Regions from separate parts of the Mus musculus genome. Here region 1 is linked to region 2. A link is a contact called in public Hi-C data. All regions are on one chromosome and are shown on one strand. Each heading gives the region's core, a stretch centred on a gene start, on an enhancer-like site or on the middle of the called end of the contact. The rest is flanking DNA. Distances are from core to core; before and after follow the strand shown. Region 1 overlaps 8030451A03Rik (a long non-coding RNA gene). Region 2 holds the start of Tnc (tenascin C).

Region 1 (3,444 bases), core at 143-2,642, 77 kb after region 2:
TCTGTTGGAAGTGTAATTTCTTTTCTTTTTTATTAGGTATTTTCTTCATTTACATTTCCAATGCTATCCCAAAAGTCCCCCATACCCTCCTCCCCAACTCCCCTACCCACCCACTCCCACTTCTTGGCCCTGGTGTTTCCCTGTACTGAGGCATATAAATTTTGCAAGACCAATGTGCCTCTTTTTCCACTGATGGACAACTAGGCCATCTTCTGATACATATGCAGCTAGAGACACGAGCTCCGGGGTACTGGTTAGTTCATATTGTTGTTCCACCTAAAGGGTTGCAGATCCCTTTAGCTCTTTGGGTATTTTCTCTAGCTCCTCCATTGGGGGCCCTGTGATCCATCCAATAGCTGACTGTGAGCATCTACTTCTGTGTTTGCTAGGCCCAAGAATAGCCTCAAAAGAGACAGCTATATCAGGGTCATAATGAAGTACTACTCAGCTATTAAAAAGAATGAATTTATGAAATTCCTAGGCAAATGGATGGAGCTGGAGGGCATCATCCTGAGTGAGGTAACCCAATCACAAAAGAACTCACCTGATATGTACTCACTGATAAGTGGATATTAGCCCAGAAACTTAGAATACCCAAGATATAAGATACAATTTGCAAAACACATGAAACTCAAGAAGAATGAAGACCAAAGTGTGGATACTTTGCCCCTTCTTAGAAGTGGAAACAGAACACCCATGGAAGGAGTTACAGAGACAAAGTTTGGAGCTGAGACGAAAGAATGGATCATCTAGAGAGTGCCAGATCCATGTAGATCCATCTAGATCCATCCCATAATCAGCCTCCAAATGCTGACACCATTGCATACACTACCAAGATTTTGCTGGAAGTGTAATTTCTGTTTGTATAAAGTAACACTGTCTTGTGAAATCGATGAAATGGCCCACCCAACTTTAAAATTACTGTTGCTAATATAATTCATTGCGCATATAAAAAGATGTGCAGATGATAAAGCCTAACCCTACTCCTTGGGTTCTTGTATTCATTGCTGAATCAGGCCTGCACCAGGATTATAAGTTCTACATATACAGAGCAGTACACTGAAACATGGAGATGGGAAATACCTAGCCATCCTTAGCAGAGCTGATTTTATAGCTGCTTCTTCCAATTGGGGGCCCCAATGGGTCTTCATTCAATGTACTTCCCTGGAGTTTGCACCCAGACAGATCCAGGGAGAATATGCCAGAGCTTGAAGAAAAGACTGGAATGGCTTGAAGATCTGTTGCACATTACTACTGAAGTTGTAGTTTACCATGTCTGGACAGCTTTCTTGAGCTTGGTGCAAAATGGAGGACACTCGTAGCAGGGCTTCCTCTTCTCAGTCTGATCTGGGGAGCATGTAAAGAATCCCAGAGCCTGAGAACAGAAGGATGACCAGCTTGTTAAGCAGCTGCTGTGCCCAATGCAGATAGAGAAGCTGCATTGCTATGCTTATCGGAGTCTGAGCTCAGCATTTAAGTCTGTTGCTTGGCAAATGAAAGAAAACACACAAATGCATAGAAGCAGAAACACACACACACATACACACACAATCACACTACAGTCCACATGTGATATCAAGTGCATCTCAGAAAATTTCCCAGCGTCCAGTGAGATGCTCAGATGTGGTATTCAAATGAACACTCTCTAGTTTCTCAGCCAAGTCTCCAACTCTGCCCCCCCCCCACTATATTACAAATACCTCTTAGCTCATGTACATCTTGAATTTGTCAAGGACTAATTACAGGAAAGTATATTTTGAGAGGTAGAAGAATGCATGGAGCCTTGTGATTCTTTCCTTGAGGAGAGTAAAATTTTTATGAGTGTTGAATGACAAAACATTCAGACCAGATGGAAATCAAACATATCCAACCATGTTGGAGAAGGAGTTTGCTGGCTATTTCTAGATGAGAAAAAAAAATGAACTCCTGTTTCTCAGTTGTTTGCTTTAAACAGTTATCTTAAAATTGATAACATTTTCTTTGGTATTTTTTATAGGTCCTGAAACAAGAGATTTGGAAGTTGAGATTTTTACATCCATCAGAGGCACAGAGGGAGCACAGACTGGGGCAGAGAGGGAACCAAGGCATGACTCAAGGGATGCTATTGAGTCATAGCAGACAGAGACTCTTCAACCTTGTAAATGAAGTCATGCTTTGTCTGCAATCAGAGAAAGTACAAATGCCTGGTTTTGATTTCTTTTTCTTCTTTTATTAGCTTTAAAATGCTAACTAGATCCCCCTCTTCCAGTTCCTCACTTTACCTCCCATTAGGTCTGGGGCTCAATTCCATTTGAAGGAGGTAGAGATCTGGCAATAAGGGATTTACTTCATGTTTCACATTTGAGTCCACTTTTTACAACTTGCTTGTAAAGTTCTGAGAGCTGGTCTAGTGGCGGAAAGGCTGAAGCAGTCCAATGCTAAATGTAGCACTCTAAGCTCCTCGCCTCTTTCTGACATCAGAAGGCAGGGGTCTTTCCTAGAGGCAATGCAGGCTCCTTGTTATTTCTTATGTCAGCACATATGTCTTTTCTGCCAGATGTCAGACCCAGTGAATCACAAAAGCAAAGCAGCTGGCTTGGGGCAGTGGGTAGCCATGGAGAGCAGAGGTAGAATCAACGCCTTAGTAGCCAGGAGCAGGAGCCATTCAGAGTCTACTCCACGGGTAAGACCTTGGAGTTTCTGCTTCTTTTTTCTTTCTTTTTCAGTGTTGATATTTGGAGGTGATAGATGAGAGGTAGTGGGCTCCTTGTAATGTTCCTTACCCATGTGGAGTATAAGAATGAATTTCAACTATGGTCCCTTGCACATAATTTTGATAGTTCTATTTTTAATGTAGTATTTAAAACCTCTGATTTTGAGAAGTAATTTGAACTAAACAGATAAATGCAAAGAGATGCCAATGGAATATGAAGCTTCATCTGCTTAAAGCAGATAACATTCAGGAAAACATACAATAGTCTGAATTCCACCCGTACATCTCAGACATTCATTCCTCATAGCTGCCAGACCTTTATCTTCAATCACTGAAAGGATTTATTTTTTATAAAAATTTGACGAAAGAGTTCATATATATGTACTAATTCAACAGAGGTCTATTTTTTTAATTATACATCAAACATGATTTTTGGTTCTTGAAGTCCCTCTAAAACTAGACAAGACATACATTCTTCTGTTTTGATACTTATTTCCAATCTAGTGTTATACTGTTGTACAATTAATTTTGTTAGGAAGGAAACCAAGTGTTGATGTAATTACAAAGCTAACGTAAGGAGTGGTGATCTTCAGACCGCATGGGAAGGAAAAGTTTCTCCCCTGTGGTTGATGTCTTGGAAAGAGAGGAGTAAAGACTTTGCAGGTGACATTGATGTGTGACAGTGAGAGTCACTTTTTCAGTATTTATCCATGTAATAATTTACCTATCATCTACCAGCAACTATATGTCTA
Region 2 (3,595 bases), core at 500-2,999:
AGGCACACTACCCCCATCCCCCATGCCCTTCGAAAGCCTTGGTTCATAGGACAGGAGAACTTTCCATCAGCTTATTTAGACAGAGCATGCCTCTCACCAGCCCTGGTGAGCTTTGTTGCATCTCAGGAAAGGCAGTGGGGTGGGGAGCAGCTTTCATTTCTAAGGTGCATATAGGGAAAGCTCTATAAAACAAAGAAAAAAAAAGATTCCACGAAAACACACGAAAAAGAGGCATTCACTCTTAAAGAGAGCTCCCAGTCTGGCTCATCCTCTGAGGCAAAGAATCTGATTCCAAAGACCACCAGCCACACAGCACTCCATAGCCAAGCACTTCAGCCTGTAAATGCCTGAGGACATTCTGGAGTCAGAACTCCAGATTCACATCAAGCCCGAGGCTGCCACCTTTTCTCCTAATGGTGCCAACACACCCCTTGCTTGTAAAACACTACGTGCCAGGCTAGCAGGCTGTCTCAGATTGGGCAAGATAAGAAGGCAGAGGCTTTGGGGGTAAGCAGACACACTGAAAAACTGGGTTAAGAGGCCCCGCTTTTCACGTCCAGGGTGTTGGCAGCTTTGGGCCATGACAGAGATTGCCCAGTTGCTGATTTGATCTTTTTTGTTCCTCATTCGCTCCTCATTATAAGGGGAGCTGCTGTCCCCACTTTAGAGAAGTGGAAACTAAGGTCCATAGAAGTTACATATTTTCCTGACACATTTATGTTGTAGTGGCACTAGTGGGAATGCCCAAGCCACTTCTAGGGTCAAACCCCAACCTCTTATTCCCCCTGTCACAACGATGGCATAGAGGAATCTCTGTGCTCTTTCCAAAGTTCACCAGGGAAGGGAATATGTTACTGGGGTTCTGGGATAAAGTGTCAGGAGGGAGGCCGATTTGGGAGCAATATGGGGTTCAGATGCCTCCAAACCTTCTACACATGCCCCACCTGAGGTCTCTGAATCAGGAGGATGGCACCCTGCTTCAAGAACCCACAGACGTGCCCACCAGTTTCATCTTACAGCCTGTGGGCTTTTCATCCGTGCCCAGAACTCATCTCCTAGCTCTGGTATCCAGCTCTTATCTTTCCCCAGAGTGGACACTGAGGATCAAATGGGACAAGAGGGGAACGAAAACTGTCAAGTGCTGAGACTGTGTAGATGCACGGTTGTGTTCTCCCTACTACGGGTACGTGGTACTCATCCCACCCAAGTGCTGTGAGTGAATGCCACTTTAAAATGCAACTTCTCTAACGCTCCAAAAGGGGAAAATCCACAGGTGAGAATCAACGAGGTAAAAGGGTAAGAGTTAAAGTAAGACATTTCCTCCAAAGAAAGGCAGAGACAAAACTTTACCAAAAGTTCCCTGAGTTCCTCTGACTATTGACAGATCCATACCAAATACATGACCGCAGGAGGGCAAGCACAGAATAATCGGGCCGCATCTGATCACACCGGGCTTGGAAATTAAACAAAAGTTTTATAGTTACAAACCCACATCTTACTGGGTACCGGGAATGCCAGGAGCACACCAGAAAGATCCTGGGTGATGGGATCAACAGACTCACCTTTTCCAGGTCGGGAAAAGCAAAGTCTCTGGGTGCACCAGCTCCGTGAAGAAGTACCTGGGTTAAGCCACAACGAGTTCCCAAGCGCGCGGTCCCTAGCGTCTTCCCAGCCACTGTCTGTGCCCACCAGAGGCTAGGGTGTGTGTCTGCGCGCGGGAGAGACGCGTGACAGTAGGCAGGCTGTGGCCGGAGCAGCCAGCTTTGGCAGGCTTATATAGGGAGCTCCTTCCTCTGTAATGGGACGCCTCGCCTCCAGACATCCTTTCCCACTTTTTTTTTTTTCAGTTGGTGAGTTAAAGGCACAGCCCTCCCAGCGGAACAGGGTTAGCTCATGAAAGACGCACTCACTCCAGGCGCGCCGCCAGCTAACGGACCATTTGCATACAATTTATAGTGAAGAAAAAAAAAAGTAGGAATTTCAGCTCCCTCCGCCCCCGCAGAGTAGTTGTTAGTGAAGTGTGATTTTTGCATTGCTCCACAAATGAGTATTCTAATTGTGAAACAGAAGCCTTGGGAACTGGGATATGAGGGAACTGGATCCTGGCGCTGCTCCTGGACTAGAGCAAGCTGGAAACACGACCTGGGTTCCCTCAGGCTCTGGGCAGCAGCTGCGGGGTGGCACCTCGGAGAAAGCCTGAGGGCTGAACCTGAGTTCCTGGAAAGAGGAGATCGAGGAGAGTTGAGCAAGCCCGGGGCAGTTCAGGTTTCTCTTGGCCAGCTTGGAGATAACCCAAGATTAGTTCTCAGCAGGTGGGAACCATACTGGGAGCTTAGAAAAGTGAGCTTTTCTGAAGCAGGACCCAGCGGTGCCCAGCTGCCTGGAGGAATCTTTATCCAGATCCCAATGTCCCCTCAGGAGTCACTTTTTGACATTGTTTATGCCACATACTAAGTGCTTTCTACTTAGTAGGGTCTACTAAGTAGGGTGTAGTACTTAGCTCAGGGTGTACTCCTGAGCTCTCAGTGTACCTAGGTGCTGAGTGAAGACTTTTTTTTTTTTTTCTTAGAGAAGCACTAATATATTTCAAAAGGTAACACTATTTAGGTTGAAGTCCTCATTTAGCATGTTAAAGTATCCCCAAGGCACCTGGGGCCAAGCTCAGCTCACGGTACTTCTGGGCTTGTTTGGGACAGTGCTTATACCCTGCAATTTAGAGAAGCAGTTTAATGCCATCAAGGAATTGTGCCTGGGAAGCACTTAGAATTCATGGCTCCATGACACATTGGTGACCAGAAACAGTGAGTGATGCTTAAGTAGGAAACTGTCACCCATGACAACAGACACAGCTGCTTTGCTGGACTGTGGAAAATGCATCTCTTTGTTCTGTAATTTAGAAGAGACTTCTGATGTTTTAATTAACAACTATTATCGGAAATTTCAACCATCCACTTACTGATTGATACCATCCTTCAGCCTTTCTCATAACATTTAGTTTCAATCTCCCTGGGAGAATAAAGCAAGACAAAATTAGGCTATCCCTAGGGTGGCACCGATTCCAGGACTCGAAGACTGCCTGCTTAAGTGTTCCCTATCCCCCCCCCCCCCACACACACACACACACACACCGCTCAGACATCAGGAACAGCCATAAATAGTCATGTCGTAAAACGACTCATTTGAACTTTTAAACCATTTGGGCTGATTCAGATGTTGGTTGCTTTGGGAATTTTTTCATTCTGCGTGTTAGCCAAAACATATTTCAGTGGCACAAGCCTGTCTTTCCACCAGTAGTGAATGCTTCCACGCCTCTAGGCTTTCCTAAGCAGACCCAGGCTACCTCTTCTCAGTTAGCAGAGAAAGTGTTAGACATGTCTTTACTCCATGTGTCCTATGAGCTATGTTTATATACAATAAATATATAATCAATTTATTTGTAACCATTTTCTTATGTCTGAACAAGGTAAGCTGAGAGAGTCTGCTAAAAGCCGTGTGATTAATAGGGCTTCTAAGAATGTTCCAGACTTGACATCCCTGGTCCCCAACAATTCTTAGTGTTCTATAGTCAATCATGAATTCACAGCTACCACAAACT

Evidence for each region. Hi-C and Micro-C count contacts between places; a contact is called where the count stands out from the background.
Region 1: a contact with region 2 is called in a Hi-C map of cortical neurons, with 1.7 times the contacts expected there. The contact joins the enhancer-like site here to the promoter of Tnc in region 2. A contact is called at or near these places in 2 of 39 promoter capture datasets (hippocampal neurons and macrophages), 6 of 484 Hi-C or Micro-C datasets (the AML12 cell line, adipose-derived mesenchymal stem cells, cortical neurons and 3 more) and 2 of 115 datasets of contacts at active chromatin or transcription factors (embryonic fibroblasts and neural progenitor cells).

Annotation. Positions count from the first base shown.
Region 1 is chr4:64,122,484-64,125,927 of GRCm38.p6, forward strand. 8030451A03Rik (a long non-coding RNA gene) reads left to right here. Exons shown (of 12, transcript XR_881356.2): 8 at 1,997-2,173; 9 at 2,537-2,662. Among named protein-coding and RNA genes, the nearest start is that of Gm31115, 30 kb to the right of the region's middle. Within about 2 kb of position 1,393, at least 10 of the 459 cell types and tissues checked have an H3K27ac peak or open chromatin away from gene starts, as enhancers often do. A contact at or near this core is called in cortical neurons, where this site is marked.
Region 2 is chr4:64,045,187-64,048,781 of GRCm38.p6, forward strand. Tnc (tenascin C) reads right to left here and starts at 1,750. Exons shown (of 27, transcript NM_001369211.1): 1 at 1,563-1,750. All of the region lies in intron 4 of 8030451A03Rik (a long non-coding RNA gene), which reads left to right.